Regions from separate parts of the Oryctolagus cuniculus genome. Here region 1 is linked to region 2. The links are chromatin contacts, called in public Hi-C maps. All regions are on one chromosome and are shown on one strand. The core of a region is the stretch at or near the end of the contact, and the rest is flanking DNA. Distances in the headings are between cores, read along the strand shown.

The links. A called contact is a pair of places that touch in the nucleus more often than the background predicts.
Region 1: a Hi-C map of skin fibroblasts shows a contact between it and region 2, with 4 times the contacts expected there. The contact joins two enhancer-like sites. A contact is called at or near these places in 5 of 6 Hi-C or Micro-C datasets (ear pinna, embryonic fibroblasts, psoas muscle and 2 more).

What each region holds. Positions count from the first base shown.
Region 1 is chr1:52,297,944-52,301,711 of mOryCun1.1, reverse strand. No RefSeq gene overlaps it. Among named protein-coding and RNA genes, the nearest start is that of SPON1, 7.9 kb to the right of the region's middle. Within about 2 kb of position 1,716, at least 1 of the 8 cell types and tissues checked has an H3K27ac peak or open chromatin away from gene starts, as enhancers often do.
Region 2 is chr1:51,994,653-51,998,837 of mOryCun1.1, reverse strand. It overlaps SPON1 (spondin 1), which reads left to right. Exons shown (of 16, transcript XM_002708823.5): 7 at 3,806-3,870. Among named protein-coding and RNA genes, the nearest start is that of RRAS2, 120 kb to the right of the region's middle. Within about 2 kb of position 2,792, at least 1 of the 8 cell types and tissues checked has an H3K27ac peak or open chromatin away from gene starts, as enhancers often do.

The sequences.
Region 1 (3,768 bases), core at 467-2,966, 300 kb before region 2:
GGGCAAAGCCATCTAAGAGGGTCTGGAGGAAGTTACAGGGCTTGGCAGACTTTGTCTCTGCATTTTCTGTATTATTCCAGTCATTAGAAGGAAGCAAGTTCCTGAGTGTGGGGCAAGTTCCTGAGCACGAGGGGAGAATTAGGCTCTACCTCTTGAAGGGGAGAGTTACAGAGTTTGTGGACGTATTTTCAAATCACAACAGGCTGCTCTTTGTAAGACAGTTAGGCTTGTTATGTAAGGACCCTACAGAGGGAGAGGTAAAAAAAAAAAATCTGGGTAGCAATTAGAGTTATCTGAAAGAAAGAGAAGGATTGGGTGAGCGTCCTCTCACTTAAAGGATCCAAAAGGAATGTGGACAATTAACGAGACATGTGACACTCAGTCCTGCAGTCTGCTAACAGCTGGTGGGCATTTACCACAGGCTCTGCAGTGCAAGGAGCTGAAGATGGGGCAATGAACAAGACAGCGCATGCTTCCCTGGGGCTTCCACTGTCTCGAGGAAGGGAGACAATAAAGGAGCAGACAAGCCCATAAAATAATTACCGATTGTGATGAACCCTAGGAAGGTAATTTAAAAAATAGGCTACCGAAATCACAACCAAGTGAGGGGAGCTATGCTGGTTTTATAAAAGGACGCACAAGGGGCTAAAGGCTGGCACCAGATGATTCTTTACATTTCTTCAGTTCACCTCTGCATTCCTCAGCAGACACTCAGCATCTGCTCCATGCCAGGCACTGTCAAAGGCACAAGGGACTCAAACCATTGCAGCGTTTAAGGACTCTGGGTCTCCTGTGAGACAGCACAATGCCTTCATGGATGGTGATCTCATGTGGTAAATGCCTCAAGGTTGTGCACAAAGCGGCTGACGCTGGCGGGAGTGACATCCCCGCCCGGGGCAGAGAGCAGAGCCATCGCGGAAGCGCCACGTGAGCTGTATTTTCAAGGATAAGGAAGGGGACTGCCGATCTGCATGAGAATCTTTCTCAAAGGTCGGCATCTGAGATGCCAGGTCCTGTTAAGGAGAAGGTGGGAACAGAGACAAAAGTGAAATGTAAGTTTAATGAGTTAATGGAGCCTGCTGAATGAATGCACTCCAAAGTCTGGCTCCTGTGCCGTGACATTAAAACGCACTGGGCCGAGAACGAAAGTGCATTTCACATTTAAAGCTTCTTGAGAGGAGTCCAACGCCGCAGGCTCCTTGCAGCTCTGCCCCTGCCCCAACACCTTGCCCAGGATTCCGCTGCTGCAGCCCAGGTGGCTCCCACCACTCCACCGCTGTTGCACAGCCCCCCAGTCCTGGCTACTTGCGGTGCCTTTCCCCCTCCTTAGGCCAGATCCTACCCATCCGTCATGGCCCACGGAGCCCTTGGACAACTCTAGCCCATGAGGATTTCTCACTCTGGGACATGGTGGGGGAGCCCAGAGCCCATCTGTCTTCGTCCTTCATCGGCACCAAAGCGTCTCTTGTAGATCTAGATTACTGCCTCTCAAACAGGTGGTGACTTTGGGCAAGCAAGTCGCCTAGGTGGTCTATGCCTCCCTCCGTGTACTCATCTGCAAAGTGGGGGTAGCAGAAGCATCCAGCTAGCTCGTGGGTGGTTGTGAGGATGAGAGAACCCAGTAGGTGTGACGCATTTAGACCACAGCCTGGCCCGAGGTAGGCACAATATGAGCTGTCAGCTGTGATAATTGCAAACCCTTTGTGGGAAAATGGACAGCTTCCTGCCCTTCAGGGGCCCTGGAAAGGACTCGGCACACTCAGCGTCGGCATGATCTGATGAATGGAGACACGTTTTCCTCTGACTCCCTCTGAAACCTGCTCACACCCATAGGTTTGGTTCCAGCTTTCTACGAAAAATTAGGTCGGGGGCTGAATTGTGTTCCAGATCTTCTCTTCGGGCTGTGTATTTGAAGTCCCAGTTGGAAGTCAGCTTATTTCAAGCCGCACTTCATGGGTGAACCTGACACTTCAGTAGCTGTGTGTTCCAGCCCAAGAGAGGGGTTGAACCTGGGGCACATGAGGGCACAGGGCACTTCGCTAGGGCCATAGGACGGAGCACACTTCCCCCCACTGTTGCTCTGCTACTCTGCCATATTCCTTTGTGCACTAAATACACATTCTTCTTCCTCACTTCCGGTCCTCCTTTCCTCTTCCCCCTTCCCTTCCTCAAGGCGTCAGGAGGGGCATGGGTCCATTTCCCCTTCCACTGCCCTCCCTCACTGCTTCCCTCCAGGTCCAGCCTGAAGCACAAGCACAGAAGCTGGGCCACCAAGCCTCAAAGCTCCCCCTCCCCCACCACAGGCAACTTCCCACTCCCTGACCCCACTGTGAACGCCCACGTGCCGCCTGGTGAGGCCAGCAGCTCACTCAAATGATTCTACCTCTATTAGCATGCTAGCAAGGGGGCAACTCATCAAATTCATCTGTTGGTCTGGAAATCAGAGCACAGAGCTGAGAAGAGGCCACATAGGACAGCTCTGTTTTGAGAGTATCTTAAAGTGAGGGTTGGGGCACCGCGCCTTGCCTGCTGCCTCCTGAGCTGGGAACCCGTTACCTTTGACTGCCCTCTAGGCATGCCCTCCTTGAAACACTCCTCGATTGTGGCATATCCACGACTGAATATATATCATCTCACACCCCCATTTCCACCTGCCGGGCGGCTGCTCTTCCTCAATTCATCAGCTCAGATAACTACCCCACCATGGAGCACCCCGTGGCCCAGGTAAGAATGTGCAGAGCCATGCCTGACTTGCTCCTCCTCTCCTGCACGGTGCCACGCACCGCATCCTCTTCACCTGCCTCCAAAACACTCCTCCCATCGAGCCCTCCTTCTCTGGCGTCAGCCCGTGTATGGCTCTGCTCTGGACCATTGTACATGCTTCCCATCATGCGCCCCTGCCCCAGACTCCCACAAGACCATAGCCCATCTTCATACAGGGCCACTGAAAAGACCATCCTATTACCCAGGACACATCCTGCCTCTCCACACCTCAGTACCTTGGCACTCGCTGTTTCCCTGCCTATACAACCCAGTCCTCTTGTCCAGTGACCAAGGTCTCATTTGTCTTTCTAGAAGGTGTTGAGTACATTTTCTTTTCTAAAAAAAAATTTAATTTATTTGAAAGGCAGGTTACAGAGAGAGAGAGAGAGAGAGATTCCGTCTGCTGGTTCACTCCCCAAATTGCTGCCCAGGGCTGGGCCACGCCAAAGCCAGGAGCTTCACCAAAGTCTCCCATGAAGGTGGCAGGAACTCAGATATTTGGGCTGGTATCAGGGAGCTGGAACAGAAGCAAAGCAGCTGGGATACAAACTGGCACCAATATGGGATGCTGGCTTTGCAGGCTGCAACTCTACCAGCTAGACCACAACTCCAGCCCTGTTGAGTACATTTTCAAACGTTACCTTTACCAAGGCAAAATTAATCACTTCTCCCGCTATGTTCCCACTGATAGTTAAAACAAATGATTCTTTGTTTTACAAATATCTGCTTTCTCTGTCTGCCTAGCATCCCGCAGGCAGGAATTAGGTCTTATTTTACTTGGAATTACCTCCTTCCTGTTAATCAATATGTGTTTGATGAATGAATGCCAGGTTTAAATTCACAAAAATTTACTGAACACCTACTTCATGTTGACATGTTATTCTACACACAGTGGGAAACTCAAAGCTCTAGTCCCAAAGAGCAAACAATCAAGTCTAAAATAAGCCCAAGGAGGTGACTTAATGAGCACTTGAGAATCCGTACTTATTGCCACTGCATGTTCAG
Region 2 (4,185 bases), core at 1,543-4,042:
TAATGACAGACACAAGAGGCCAGTACCGCGGCTCACTAGGCTAATCCTCCGCCTGCGGCGCCAGCACCCCAGGTTCTAGTCCCAGTTGGGGTGCCAGATTCTGTCCTGGTTGCTCCTCTTCCAGTCCAGCTCTCTGCTGTGGCCCGGGAAGGCAGTGGAGGATGGCCCAAGTGCTTGGGTCCTGCACCCACATGGGAGACCAGGAGGAAGCACTTGGCTCCTGGCTTCGGATCAGCCCAGCATGCGGCCCACTTGGGGGGTGAACCAACGGAAAAAGGAAGACCTTTCTCTCTGTCTCTCTCTCTCACTAACTCTGCCTGTCAAAAAATAAAATAAAATAAAATAAGACAGACACAAGTGACCTGAGTTCCTGTTGGATTTTCGCTTTTAATCGGTGTATGGTTGGGAAAGCATTAACGTCATCCGAACAAGGCATGAACTGTGGATGCCCCACAATCCTCTGTGCAACAGTGTCCTCTGGGAACCATGAAAAGGCTCTCAGGAGTTTTGACAGAGTCTGTCTGTGCCTTCGAGACTTGTTAAAACAAGCTTTTCCGGCCGGCGCCACGGCTCACTTGGCTAATCCTCTGACTGCAGCACCGGCACCCCAGGTTCTAGTCCCAGCTGGGGCACCAGATTCTGTCCCGGTTGCTCCTCTTCCAGGCCAGCTCTCTGCTGTGGCCCAGGAGGGCAGTGGAGGATGGCCCAAGTGCTTGGGCCCTGCACCTGCACGGGAGACCAGGAGGAGGCACCTGGCTCCTGGCTTCAGATTGGCACAGTGCGCTGGCCGTAGCGGCCATTTGGGGAATGAACCAACAGAAGGAAGACCTTTCCCTCTGTCTCTCTCACTGTCTAACTCTGCCTGTCAAAAAAAAAAAAGAAAGAAAGAAAAAGAAAAAGAAAAGCTTTTCCTTGACGTCTGATGTGTGGGTTGTTTACTGTGGATCGGACTCCTTCGTGCTTCAGAATGTGAAATACCCAGCGGCCCCATCTGTAGCTCCCCGGAGCTACATACCCTTCCCATCACTTGCTCCCTGAGACTCGGGGCCCCGCTGTACATGAGGGGTGGAGAGTTCTCCTACAGCATGGTGGGCTTGGAGCTGCAACTGCTCACCCACTTTCTGTGTTCAAGCGACACGAGCCAACACCAAACCACCTCGGTCTGGAAGTAAGTCATCATCCAAATGATGACTAGTGTTTGTGGAGCACCTACTCTGTGCCAGCCGCCTACTGTGTGTCCGCACTTTATGCAAACCACACCATTTAATCCCTTGGCCACAATTAGAAGATCTCCCACACTTTAGTTTTTTTTTTTTTAAGATTTTTATTTATTTATTTGAAAGTCAGAGAAGGAGGTTCAGAGAAAGAGAGGTCCTCCATCTGCTGGTTCACTCTCCAGATGGCTGCAACAGCTGAAGCCGCGCTGATCCAGGAGCTGGCCAGGAGCCAGGAGCTTCTTGTGGGTCTCCCACGTGGGTGCAGGGGCCCAAAGACCTGGGCCATCTTCCACTGCTTTCCCAGGCCATAACAGAGAACTGGATCAGAAGTGGAGCAGCCAGGACTGGAATGGTGCCCATATGGGATGTCAGTGCTGCAGGTGGCAGCTTTACCCGCTAGGCCACAGCGCCGGCCCCCCAGCACTTTAAGCATTGTAAAAAGGGCGAGCTGTGATGCACTGTCTGCAGTGGGTACTGAAGGAAGGTATGGTAGTAAGGGCACTGCCAAGGTCATGGTGCAGAGCGGGGTGTCCATTACGATGTAGTGAATGTGGAGAGCTGTACGTGATGTGCGTGCACACACACAGGCAGTTGCACAGCAGAGTAAAAGGTCTGTAGGGAAGGAGAAGGAGACAGAAGGCAAGGTGGGAATTGAAGTCCAAGATGCTGTAGATTGCATGCGTCTGTGGTGTTAAACTGCCTACAGTCAGTGTGTATTATTCTGGATTAAAAACCAAAGACGGCAGAGCAGCGCTAGAGAGTGCGGGCTACTCCTGAGGAATTTGGATATTACCGTGGATACTGCAGGGAGCCATGGGCGCGTTTAGGCAGGGAGCAGACCCGGGCAGATCTGCAGTTGCTGAGGATGGGTTGGGGGGAGGCAAGAAGCCACTACACGCAGGGTGAGCCGGGGTGGGTCCAGAGGAGGAGGAGGAAGCTGCGCCGTTCTGCGTCTGTTCACGTGTTTGTGTGTTTGTAACCCAGGGCGGGGGGCCTGCTGGAGCAGGGGGAGGTCTTGGGTCACATGAAGGGCTCGGTGTGGGACGTCAAGGTCACGGGAGACGCGGGGCAGGCCTTCTGGAGATAGTTCCTGCTCCACGTATGACTTCGTGGCAAACAGCTTCTCAGTCATCCAACTGATATTTATTGGGAGTGAGTGAGAGCAAATAAATCAATCCCCCGTGAGAAATGAAACAGCTCAGTTGGGACCAGGAGACCATAGGGGCATCTATGCATCCCAGGAGCCTTTCCTTCCACCGAAAGCGGACATCCCAGGGAGTGAGCTTGGGAGAGGGCCTCCAGCTTCCTCAGGGGGCTGCCTCTGCTCGCTTGCCCCTGCGGGCCCGGCTTCTGCCCTTTGCCCTCCCCTAGGACCATCACAGCAGCCAGCACAAGCTGGAGCTGGCAGAGCCCCCTTCTCTGAGGCCCAGCACCCAGTGACTGCTCCCCTGCAGGGCAGTGAGACTCTGGACCAGAAGGCTTTGATCGTCCTTGAGCCCAAGTCGGGAGGCCTCTGGCCCTTTTCTTCCAATTTCCTTAAGGACTGTGTGGTTTTCTGGGCAAGGTACCCAACTGAGGAAAAGTTCATCAATCCATTCCAAATATGTTCTAGGCACCTACTGCCAGGCACAACCCTAAGGAGAGGGTCATAGCTGCAAACCAGCCAAAGCCTCTACCCGCTGGAACTCGGGGATCTGTTCAGTTGGCAACAAGGCTCTTCCTTCCCCAGCTGGTGACATTCTGGATTTTTCTCTGCCTAACGGACAATGGTGGCTGGGCACTGCTGGCTCAGGCCAGGGTAGGGGAGAATCAGGGCCAGCACTGAAACTGGGCCTTTGCCAGCCCGGAGCCTTGCTTGAAATGATTAGGACACCTCTCAGCCCCGTGTGGAGTTGAACCAGGACACCCAGCCAAACCTCAAAGTGAAGTTGAGCGACATCCACCAAGTTCTGAGTTTTGCCCCCCATCACGGCCACCTAATGCTTTCCTTCAAAGTAGGAGTCATCGGAAGGGTCTTCAGAACAGTGACTTTAATGGCGCTCCATGTGCTCCAAAGCCACCCAGGGCAGGATGTGTGAGGGGAGCTGGAGCTGTGAGCCCTGGGCTTCGTTCTCATGTCCTCCTCAACCTACGGAGGGGACTGAACAGCGGGGAGGCCGGGGGCAGTCCTCGGGGTCAGATGTTGGGTGCTTTGCAGTTCCTGCTGACTCAGCTGGACACAAAGCACATGGCTTGGCCTGCCTGGCTGCACATGGTGTGAAATTCTGGCCAACTGTGGCAGAACCCGGGTCATAGCTCTGGTGCGCGTAGGGAAGGGATGGGCTGAGCTGGAAACCAGAGGTGAGACTCGGTGGCTTGTCAATGTTCAGGATGCTCCAGGCACACTGGACCCTCAGTCCTACCTCCTGGTGTTGCTGAGGCTTCAGGGTTCCTGCATCCCAAGGCAAGGTGGCAGACAGAGCCTCAACAGCAGAGGAGAGGTTGGGGGGGTTGGGGGGAGGTCAGGCTCATTGTGTCGAAACTTCCTTGTTCCCCTGAGCCCAGCTCTGCAGCTCTGTCCACTAAGTACCTGTGGTCCTTTTTTGCAGAGTGATGAGGTCCTCACCGTCATCAAAGCCAAAGCCCAGTGGCCAGCCTGGCAGCCTCTCAACGTGTAAGTACCAAGCAGCTCCTTGCCCTGCCCTGCTCCACCCTAGCCTTGCACTCGGAGCCAGCTGCCTCCTGGCCACCACACACCAGTTACGTCATTACCTGTCAGGCGAACAAACAAGCAAAGTGCTGCTCATGGTTAGCGTGTCACATGTGCTCCTGTCTTCTTGGCCTCGTTTTCCCCTAATGGCTTTAGCACTGCAGAGGACTCAGCCTGGGCATGCTGATTAACTGGGATGTGTTCACTCATGCTCTCAGCCACAACCAACCCAACACGCGTTTGCCCTCAGAGGACAGAGGCGTGTTCCCTATGAGCAAG